Linked DNA regions of Gossypium arboreum: region 1 is linked to region 2. Evidence: chromatin contacts called from public Hi-C data. All regions are on one chromosome and are shown on one strand. The core of a region is the stretch at or near the end of the contact, and the rest is flanking DNA. Distances in the headings are between cores, read along the strand shown. Region 1 has its middle 8.5 kb from the start of LOC108458540. Region 2 has its middle 10 kb from the start of LOC108460187.

Region 1 (5,968 bases), core at 1,998-4,497, 38 kb before region 2:
TTTTTAGGTTTTTTTTTTATCAATTTCTTCCTAAATTGTGTGGGTTCCACTATGTATTAGGGGTGTTCAATCGGTTAACCGACCTTTCAAAATTTTTAACCGTTAACCGAACTGAAATTTTTTCAAAAAAATTAACCGAACCGAAATTTTTTCGGTTAATTCGGTCGGTTAACCGAATTAACCGAAAATTATATGTTTTTTTTAATTTTTGGTTAAAATAAGTATAAAATTAATCGAATTAATCGAATTAACCAAATTACCCGAATTACCCAAATTAACCGAATTAACCGAATTATTTGTATAAAATTATATGTTTTTTATTTTTACTTTTAGTTTTAGATTTTTATTTTTATTTATTAAAGTATTTGTAATTTTTATGATTGGGTTGGGTAATTGGGTTGGGTTGGGTACTTGGGTTAATATATATTAGATTGGGTATTTGGGTTTATGTTGGATTGGGTTTGAGTGAATAGTGGGCTATTTATATATTATAATTTTATTTATTAATTTTTTCGGTTAAACCGAAAAAATTCGGTTAACCGACCGGTTTCGAATCGAATTAACCGTTAACTAAAAATTTAAAAAATTATTAACCGACCCCCGACCGAATTAATTCGGTTAACCGACCGATTAATCGAATTCGGTCGGTTAACCGAATTTTTTCGGTTTTACCCGAATTTTGCACACCCCTACTATGTACATCCAACATGGCAAGTTAACTGGCTACATCAGCAATTAACTTGCCACATCAGTGTTCTCGTTAAAACACTAACGGAAACTATTAATTAGTGACTATTTTGTCATTTTTTTATAACGTTAGTGATTGTTTTGTTATTTTTAAAAAATTGAGTAACTGAAATGAAACCTAGGTAACTATTTTGCTAGCTACCCCAAAGTTGAGTGACTGTTGGTGTAATTTACCCGTAAAATTATGACATTAACAAAATAATAACATAAATAATGAAATACAATGACAATAATATAATGAATATAATAATAAAAATTATTCAATTAATAATACTATATAATAATAATGATAATAATAGTAGATAATATAAAAGATACGATGATAATATAATTATATTCAAAATAAAATAGTACTAATAGTATTAATAGTATCAACATTTAAAATAATTAATAAATAATAAATAAGTATATTTTGAAAAATAAAAATAATATGAGCATGTCTAAATGGGCTTAGGTTAATCATTTATAAATATTGACGAGTTTTGGTAAAAATTGATGTTCATATTTTGGATCAAATTGAACTTGGGCAACTATATATGAGACCTAACCCAAAACCAGATTGACCCAACTCATGAACTCCTCTATTAAGTAGAGAGAGAAAGGAAGTGGCTTGGTATAAGATGTTTTGAGTTTAGGGTTTAAATTTATTATTTTATTTAAGGATAAATCTCAAAACTATACATAAACTTTGGTTTAATGTGCAATTGTATACATTCATTTTGATTTTGTGCAATTTTATACATGAAAATTTGATTTGATTCAATTTTCACAAATTATTAACGTAATTATTAATATAGCATCATTTCATGTTTTTATATCGCATACGTAAGTAATTATACTTATTCAATATAAAAATAAATTGATGTATCTATTTTTTAACGTATAATTAAATCAAAATTAAAGTTCCATGTATATAATTGAACTACAATCAAAATTTCATGTATATAATTGTACCAAATTAAAGTTTATTATCAAATTGTAAACTAAATAAAAGTTCATATATTTAAATTTTTAAGCTTATATATAATATTTGGGTTTAGAGTTTAGGCGATAAATAATTGATTTAGTTTTTTTTCTTTTGGTAGAAAAAGGAATTCAAATTAAACATAATAAATATTACATAATAGTTCTGAGTATAGGAGAACCTTTAGTTTCTGATACCAAACAAGAAACAATAGCCACAGAAAGCATTAAAATTAGAACAATCCAATGCGTTCATTCCAAGTATAAATTTTATTAATTATTTTTTAAATAAAAAATTTATTTTTTCAAATATATTATTTAAAAAATATGTAATAATTTTTTAAAATTTTTGCTAACATGACATTTCACGTGTCATCTTTTGGTGGCTACTATTAGTCACGTTAGCTCCTTTTGACCATCAATTTATGATTTCCGTTAACAAAAGGATTTAGTTGATTATTTTTTTGGTCATTAAAGATGCAATAGAGTACACTTTATTTAATGGCTCAATTAATTTTTTCATTTTTACTAAGGGTTTTCTTTTCTCTTAAACCTTATTTTTTATGAAAATATTATGTTTAGTTTGAATTATTAGTTAGTTATTTTTGTTACTTTTTTTACCTTTATTTATTTTTAGTTATGAATACATTTTACTTAAAATAAATTTTTTGATTTTATATTATTTTTAAAATTTTAGTTTTAACGGATTTGAATATTTCATATAAAGTTAAAATGTTAAACTTTGAATTTTATGGATTTAGACATATGCGGATAATAATAATTAATTTAGATTCAAATTTAGATAGTAAAAGTCAGATAATTTGTGAATAATTTACAGATTAGATTCGAATTTTAAAGTAGATTTATAAATTCAGATTCAAATAATGTCGAATTTATAAATATTCAATCCACACTGAGGAAACTCGCAGTGGGAAGGCATTTGAGGACAACTTGATGTTGCGAGGCAACTTCAGTTTCCACTGTGACCTCCGCTGCTTCTCTCTTTCAATGCCTCTGACTTGATCTCAATTAGCCGCTAAATCATAAGTGCAAGATAAACTAAAATGTCCATTGCTGGAGCCATTTCAGTGTTTAGAGACACTAGAACACTCAATATTGCCTCCCACCAGGCATTCGGTATCGAGAAGGATAAGCAATCCCTTCCTTGCTCCTCAACCAAGTCTCTCACAGTTTTAAAATTATGATCAAATTCGTCATAGTTCAGGGTCCCACTGATTGAAGTCCTTACTGCTCCGAGTCCACTCCAATCATCAATCCAGAAGTTCACGGATTGTCCATTATGGATGGACCAGCTATGGCCTCTTTGGAATAATGGGCTAACTTTCCTAAGGGATGACCAAGTGGTGGTTGACACATCGGTTTTCCTCTTCGATTGGTCACTGTCCAAAAGGTATTTCTGAGAGAGGACTTTCACCCACAAGCTTTCCTATTCATGGATGATTCGCCATGCGAGTTTCATAACCTGAGCTTGGTTTCTAAACCCATACCACCATGTTCTCTGAAGTAGCATAAGCTTATCCCGATTAATAAGATGATGTTTCCTCGCATCCTCCGCCCCACCCCAGAAAAAATTACGGTTGATACGGTCAAGCCTCTCCCAAATGCTAGCCGGCCGAAGATGACACTGCATGTAGTAATTTGGGATGGCCGGTGTTAGTTGACTGTAAGGGTGTAGCCGATTCGGTTCTGTTTTTCATTTTTGAAACCGAAACTAAAACATATAAATTAAAAATTAAAATATCCAAAATCAATAATTGCAGTTCGATTCAGTGATTTTTACCAAATTTGGTTGTTGTAAGAAAAAATAATATCAACTTGTTTTTTCCCTAAAAAATCTAATAGTGCAATAGTTTTTTTTTAGGACAACTATAATACATGCTCTATATTCATTTATACATTTGAGTTAAGCTATTAAGTTGTTACAAGGAAAGCTAGCTACATAAATTGTCAATATATCTAATATTTTTCTGTGTCATTTTGTTAATTACGATTACAATATGTCATATAATTAATTAAATTCATAATTATCAAACATATATAATTGTAGAAAGTTGTTTCTTTTATAAATAAAATATTATAAAGTTCAATAAACTATCTTCTTAAAATTAAAATTATGCATATAATTATAATTATTATATTAAAAATTCCTTTACTATAAAACTACATTTTTATAATTTTTTTTATGAACTATTTCTATAACTTTATCTTTTGTCTAATCATATCTACCTGTTGTTGTTAATAATAATAGGATTAAATGAATTATCTATACAGATTTTGAAATGATCAGTTTATTATTCTATTAAGACTATTCCTTTAAACATAGTTTTTTTTTCATTCGGTTTAATCTGAATAAAATAGATTTTATGCGGAAAAAGTAAACTCGAATCGAATTGTGTGGTTTGAGTGATAATACCAACTCGAAATTGAACTAAACAATAGAAAACTCAAACTAAATAAATCGGTTCAAATCGATTTTTCGATTTTCTCAATTTCTTTACTTAATCTTAATTAGTTGAACAAAAACAAATATTCAAGTTTGGACAGATAATTTAATGTATCATATGATTGTAGCGTTGTCATAATTCGTGGATTAGGCATTGGCTATAGCAGAGACGAGTGTTCATATCATTGTCAACATATTAGACGTGTTTTATGGACAAAACCCATGGGTTACCTTACAAGTTATGTAGCACGACATTTTGCATCAATCTCATATTACTCTTGTCGATAGACATATTGAATCTTATCTCCTATTGGTGTAAATTAAAGAATCTAATCAATCTGGTCTACAAAATACAAAGGCAAATAAAGCATAAAAAAGAGTGTAAATGGTGGGCAAACCATGTGACCAACCGAAAATATATAGTGGCCTTTGTCATAACATTGCTCATCTTAGTACTCAAAGCTCCTTTGGGCAAAGTCATCAGTCATCATGATTTCTCCCCTGGATCGATGGGACATCATTTGAAAGATTCATCCCTCCTCCCAATCCTTTCCTTAAAAAAAATTGAAATTCCCATAAATGCTAGGTACTAATAATTAAATTCGGTACACATCTGTTTGCCAACAAGCAACTTCTAAAAGAATTTAAGCAGTAAAAAGTAATATTATTTATGAACAGTAAATATTTTATAAGGAGAAATTCACATATATTAGTATAAAATTTAGGTTAAACTATAAAGTTAGTTATTTTTGTTTGTTTCAGATTACATTTTAGTCATTTATATTTGAAATATTACGTTTTAGTCACTTACATTATCGTTTTGTTACAAAGTGGCCATTTTACCGTTAAACTCCGTCACCTCCCTAACAGCAGTCCGACGTAGCAGTCCAAATGGGTTTTAAATATCAATTTGGATGTCCAATTGCTGAGATGAAAATAGGTTTTTAATTAAATAAATTTAATTTGAACTGTCACATAGGACATCTAAGTTGGCATTTAAAACCCATTTAGGTTGCCACATATGACCACCGTTAGGGAGGTAATGGAGCTTAACGGTAAAGTGACCACTTCATAACAAACGATAACGTAAGTGACTAAAACAATAGCATTTCAAACATAAATGACTAAAATGTAATCTAAGCAAACATAAGTGACTATTTTGTGGTTTACCCTAAAATTAAAGTAGTTTAAATTTACATTTTTTATATCTTTTTTATGATCCAACTATCACATTTTATATTTCATTCATATAGATAATATATGTCAATTTTGATGTAAATTAAAAATTTCTAATTATTTCTTTTATGTAAATAACTTTCAATCATTCAATAAATATTAATATAAATAATATTCTAATCAATATGATAGAGATATTGAATTGGTTAGAAAATCTACATGCATGAAAAATATAACTATATCGATAAATTCAACGATTGAATTGTTAAAATATTAATCGTAAAAATATATGATAGAATATAAATGGATCTCTCCGTTTTAGTGATAATATATCAAATATGATATGTTATAAATTTTAAAATATAAAATTATTATTTTAATCTCATTCATATTCAATATTCTTTTCAACTTAATTAACTCTGGTCAATATATGAAATTTTCTATCTTCAAATTTATGACATGGTATGTTACATGTAATCATATTTAACTCATTATTATTATTATTTTGAATATGTTTTACTCAATGTTATTTGAATTAGATTGGATTGATCGATCGAATAAATTGAATTGAGAATTAGTTAGGGTACTGATTTAAAAGGTGTTTTTGAGCCGATTAGA
Region 2 (5,600 bases), core at 1,745-4,244:
AATGAACAAAATATAATTTAAACTATATATAATTGATTAAATCTATAATTTACCTATCATTTTAATTAAGTTTTAAATTCATATAATTTAACTTTGGAAAATAATATAAACCCAAAATCTAAAATAACTAAAAAAATTTTATGAAAAAATGGTGGCGATGATATTTTAAATTTTTAAAATTCGGTGATTAAAATATAATTTAAATTATATGACCCATCATTTTATAGAGTGATAAATCGAAAGTGGGGTATAACTTAACTTTGAAGAAGATAATATAAATCTAAAATAAATCAAATATTTATTTTATGAAAAATAATTTAATTTTTCTTTTTGTATTTTCATGTCTATTTTATATTTATATTTAGGGTTCATGGTTGTTCTTTTCAAGAATATCATCTTCAAAGTTTAAACTTATATCTCTCTTAAAGAATATAGTATACTTTAACATTGCATCTAACATTTGTTGATATAATCTATAATAATTGATATTAATCTGCAATTATTTTCTTTGGTTGGGAACAATTGTAATATTAAAATAGAAATCTTTTGATATATTTTTTATATAATGTCTAAAATTACTCGTAACCCTTTTCAATTCATAAATATGAGGATAACGCACTTCAACACACTTGAACATACGTCCTCTTATATTGACAACAAACAATAAAAAATCAAACCGCTAAAACTTGAGTTATAGACTTACCTCGTTGTAACATCCAACACCTTAATTGGTATTATCAAGGTGAACATCGAACACACTCTTTGAAAATGAAGAAAGGGCATTGGTGCCTTCACTGAAGTGATTTCGTTTCGTTGTAAATTTTTAAAGTAATTAAATATATAAAAATTACCACATATTCATTTAATATTATTTGTATAATGGCTTTAATGGTTTTTATAAGTAAAGCAAATTTTATAAGTAAATATTGACTTATTGATTACTTAAGATTTAATTAAAATTAAGTTGCATTAAATGATTAGATTGCAACAAGAGAAAACAATTTATGTTAGTAGTTAATCTAAATTGTTCATAGACTATGGGGTCAAATTAAATAAACGACTAATATAAGCAATATTATGTTGTCTATAAGTTCAATTAGAGAGATAGCTTGTCCTAGCTATCGAAACAACTTCCAAAAAGAAAGATATAGATGCAATTATTTGAATTGACAATACATTAGATATGAACCAAGTTGAATTTATCCTATGATCTTAAGGTAGTGGGTTAAATGTTATTATGTTGGGTATATGACTTATACATGATAACGCTTCACTCACAGTAGTTGAATAATAGCTCAATAAAAGTAGTAAATGATATATTCTCATTGACATTTTTTGTATTATGAAAATGAAACATGAGATCATGAGTCATTTTTTGGTCAAATTATTTTATCATTACTAGTATGAGTAATGACCATTTTCGTTACGGAGTGTACAGTTTTCGAAGTTGTCAAAATTAAAACATATTTGAAAAAAAATAGTAGAAGAGACAAATAGGGTCGAATCCACAGGAATTAATAAAAATTTTATTCCTTCAGCTAAAACAAATAAAATAAAGGGGAATGGTGGGGTTTTTACTTAAAGAAAAGTTAACAATTAAAATTAAGGTTTGGAAAAAAAAACAAAGAAAGCAATAATCAAAATTTTGAGAAAAATCGATGAGATGAAACTCTAGTTGAAGTAAATTATTCATTTGATTTAAGAGTTTGATCATTGATGCAAAGATGATTTTCAATGTTCTTTAATAAATTGGTTATAGTTGCCGATAATTGTCTAGCAACCTAATCTCTTCTTATCTTATTGATAATTAAGACAATTGTCATTAATTACTTCCCTTATTGACAAACAATCCTATAATAATCACTTAAAAATTTAATCTATCAATAGCATTAAGAACGATAGACACACAATCAATGTATATTTAGGCTAGATCACATGCCCACACTACACAAATAATCATACAGTAGTCACAAATATTAGAAATCAATAGTTTGACTAATTATCTAATTGGCAAATCAGTTGTTCAAAGCTATCAAATACAATTAAGAAGGCCATTGTATGATTTTAAATGGGCCATTGTATTCTTGTTTTAAAAGGCCAATTAAGGAGGCAATTAAAGATGTCATATTACAGGGTTTTTCTTTTGAAGGTTACAAGATGTAATCACTGATGAGTTGTGGTGAGAGTTTTCATGGTAATTAGGGAGAGAATTTTGTTTCTAAGTTACGACTTTGTATTTGAGTTTTGAGTTCGTACATTTAGTACATTTAAGTTTATTTTCTCCATATTGTACTCTCCTTTGTTTACTCATTTAGTGAAAAGTCGAAGCCTCTTTCACCCATATTTTTTATCCTCTTTGGAGGAGTTTTCCATGTAAAATATTTGTATTCATGGTTCTCTATTGTTCTTGCTTGTTGCCTAAACGAGTGGATCCCCAACAAAAACTCATGTAAAAAATAATGCCTATTCAAAATAAGAAAAAAATTTCAATTTCTTTACTAAAATAAGGTATAGAAGTGGCTAAATATTACCAATTGAAATAATTTATTGCTAATTCATATGCTAAAACATGCCTAGAAAATAATACTCCAACCAAATGTAAGATAAATGATTTGCATTATGAAAATTGTGAATGAATGGACAAAATGATGAATAAGAAATAGATTGCATGAATTACTATATGCACAAAATGTAATTTCTCAAAGAGGCAAAAGATGACTTAAAATTAATTGATTTTCTTTGAATTATTATTTAATTGAATGAATAAATTAAATAATTGAGTGCAAAGTGAAAAATTAAATTACATAATCATCGTAATCTAAATGTATTCGGATAATTAAATAAATTTATCCATAAATTTTAATTAAATAATTAAATATTTCAGCTTAATTTTTTCATTCAAGCTTAAAAAATTGGACCCATTTAGATTGGCCCAATTGGCACAAAATGGCATCGATGTCGTGGCATAGGGAGTGCCCTCCATTAGTGTGTCATTGACTTTGGCTATCTTGAGTCTTACATGCATAAAACTCTCCCGATTTAATTAATTTGCAGCTTTGAATTAAAATTAAATTTTGTATATTTTCCTTTATAAATACCCTATTTGATATAATACAAATTATTAAGAGAAACTCTGCAGCAATTTTTTTGGTATTTTATTTGAATATTTTAGTATATTTTCTTGAGTTTGAGATTTTAAATTGGGAGTAATTATAATTGCAATTATTTAATAATTATAATTTAAATTTATAAGTTTAAACTTTAGTTGCGAGTTAGAGGTTTGCGCAAAGCTTTTCTCAAGGGAATCTCGATTTTTGTTTTGTTTTCGATTATTTGAGTTAGAGTCTACTCTCTAAACAATTATGAGCTCAAAAATAATGAAGAAGATTAATTAATTGAAAGCTTAAGCATTCGGATTTTAATTCGGGTTGATAGAAAAGTCCAAACACCTTACTTTAAGCACATGCCACCCTTAAGTTTAGTGTAATATATACTTACCCCATATGGTTTCATGAATGCCCATTTGGTCCCCCACTCCCCTTTAGTTTGAAGAATATCCCATAAATTTCCTTGAGTTCTGTCGAAACCACCCCTTTTTCACATATTTTAAAATTTTAAATTTAATGAAAATATGGAGGAATCGACTTTTGAAAAATAAATACATGGAGTCGCCACCGATCTTTTTGTTTTGGTGTGATTGGGTCACCTAAGAATTTGGTTATTTTAATAAAACGCTTTTGATTTACTAAAACGACGATTCTGGTCTACGAGAATATGAGAAAACGGGCTCGGGAGTCGGTTACATATGAGGAAGGATTAGCACCCTCATTACGCCCAAAATTGGTATCAAATCGATTAAATATTGTCCTTATGTCTAAAATTAAAATGAAATGTGGTTCTTTTTAATAGCATTTGAATAACCCAAGTTATTTGCCAAAGATTCTCTTGCGTAAGAGGAATATGGCATCACGTCCAGTACGGTAGGACCTGATTCTTTATGCCCTCGAAAACGTGATAAATTTCGACTTCCAAAGGTTTATATGTTGAAAACCGTAAAAGGATGTCCAATTATTTAGTCCAACGAGAAAATCAAAACCCAGCACAGTAGAGCACGATTCCTCGAATTCCTGAACATCGAACATTGCCTCACCTTAGAAAGTACGAGTGAAATTCTGAAGGGATCTTTGATTTTCTTGAACAAATGAAAAAGCGCAACCTAGTACGACAGGGCACGATTCTCAAATTGCCAAACATCGAACATCGCCTTCGTTTTTAATAAACGTGAACAAAAACCTAAAGGAATATTCGATTGTTTTGAACAAACGAGAAATCACAACCCAGCACGATAGGACATGATTCCTGAATTGTCAAACCCCGAGTATTACCTTCGTTTTAAAGGATTTTAAAAAGATATGAGTGAAATTTTGAAGGGATATTTGATTGTTTTAAGCAGACGAGAAATTGCAACCCAGCCCGTTAGGGTACGATTCCGTGAATTCCCAAATATCGCATATCGCTCTCGTTTAAGGGATTTTTTTTAATAGCCGTGGGTGAAATTCTAAAGGGACCTTCGATTACTTTGAGCAAACGAGGAATTGCCACCCAACACGTTAGGGCACGATTCCACGAATTACCAAGTATCGAATATCGCCTTTGTTTTAAAGGAAATTGTGAAACCAGCTTAAAACACATTAATTTGATTTGAAATAAGACGAAATGGATTACAAAATTTGGGTTTTATAAAACCAATGGCGACTTCACTAAGGATAGATATATAATGTTTGAAATGGATGTTATAGAATGAAAGTTCGAATCAAATTACACGTAAAATATGTTAAACACGAATTCATTTAGAAGTTAATAAAATACACGGTAATGTAAATAATGTATGTAATATGAAAGAATAATAAAGACATATGGCAAGATATAATGCACTAAATAAATTTACAAAACATATAACTTTTTTAAAAATAATTATTTGTAAAAACATAGAAATACCTACAAGCTTAAATTAATCTTATAACAAATTATAAAATGGACACAAACATTTTGAAGATGGCGTATCTATTCAAAGTTAACAAATGTATATACACATAAAATGGTATTTAAATGCGAGACTTTAAATCAAAACAATACATAATAAAATGTGTTCTAAAAGAAAGACTTATATACATAAAATAATATATATATATATAAATAAATTTAAAAGAATTTGTAAAATAAATTGTCATGGGACTAAATATGCACATAAGATTAAATTAATTATAGACTTAAAAGACACACTCCTATGTATAAAGTATTTTTTTGTATAAAATATCCATCTAAAGATGACCATATACCTATAATAAAAGGGAAACGATTTAAATAATATATACACCATGGAAGGTTTTAAATAACAAAAAGGTATGATAAAATACATGTTATATACATAAGGTTTTAAAGTATATATATATAAATAAACTTAGGAATGATTGTTTGTAAAAATATCATAGAAATATATATAAGGAAAAATGTTTATTGAAATATATATATGAAAAATTAAAATGTATAAGGCATTCGAGAATAACAAAATGCTTTGTTAAATATAATCTTTAGAAATG

The links. A called contact is a pair of places that touch in the nucleus more often than the background predicts.
Region 1: a contact with region 2 is called in a Hi-C map of leaf, with 1.9 times the contacts expected there. The contact joins two enhancer-like sites. A contact is called at or near these places in 2 of 5 Hi-C or Micro-C datasets (both in leaf).

The regions. Positions count from the first base shown.
Region 1 is chr4:118,080,865-118,086,832 of ASM2569848v2, reverse strand. No RefSeq gene overlaps it. Among protein-coding and RNA genes, the nearest start is that of LOC108458540, 8.5 kb to the left of the region's middle. Within about 2 kb of position 3,247, at least 2 of the 2 cell types and tissues checked have an H3K27ac peak or open chromatin away from gene starts, as enhancers often do. A contact at or near this core is called in leaf, where this site is marked.
Region 2 is chr4:118,043,330-118,048,929 of ASM2569848v2, reverse strand. No RefSeq gene overlaps it. Among protein-coding and RNA genes, the nearest start is that of LOC108460187, 10 kb to the right of the region's middle. Within about 2 kb of position 2,994, at least 1 of the 2 cell types and tissues checked has an H3K27ac peak or open chromatin away from gene starts, as enhancers often do. A contact at or near this core is called in leaf, where this site is marked.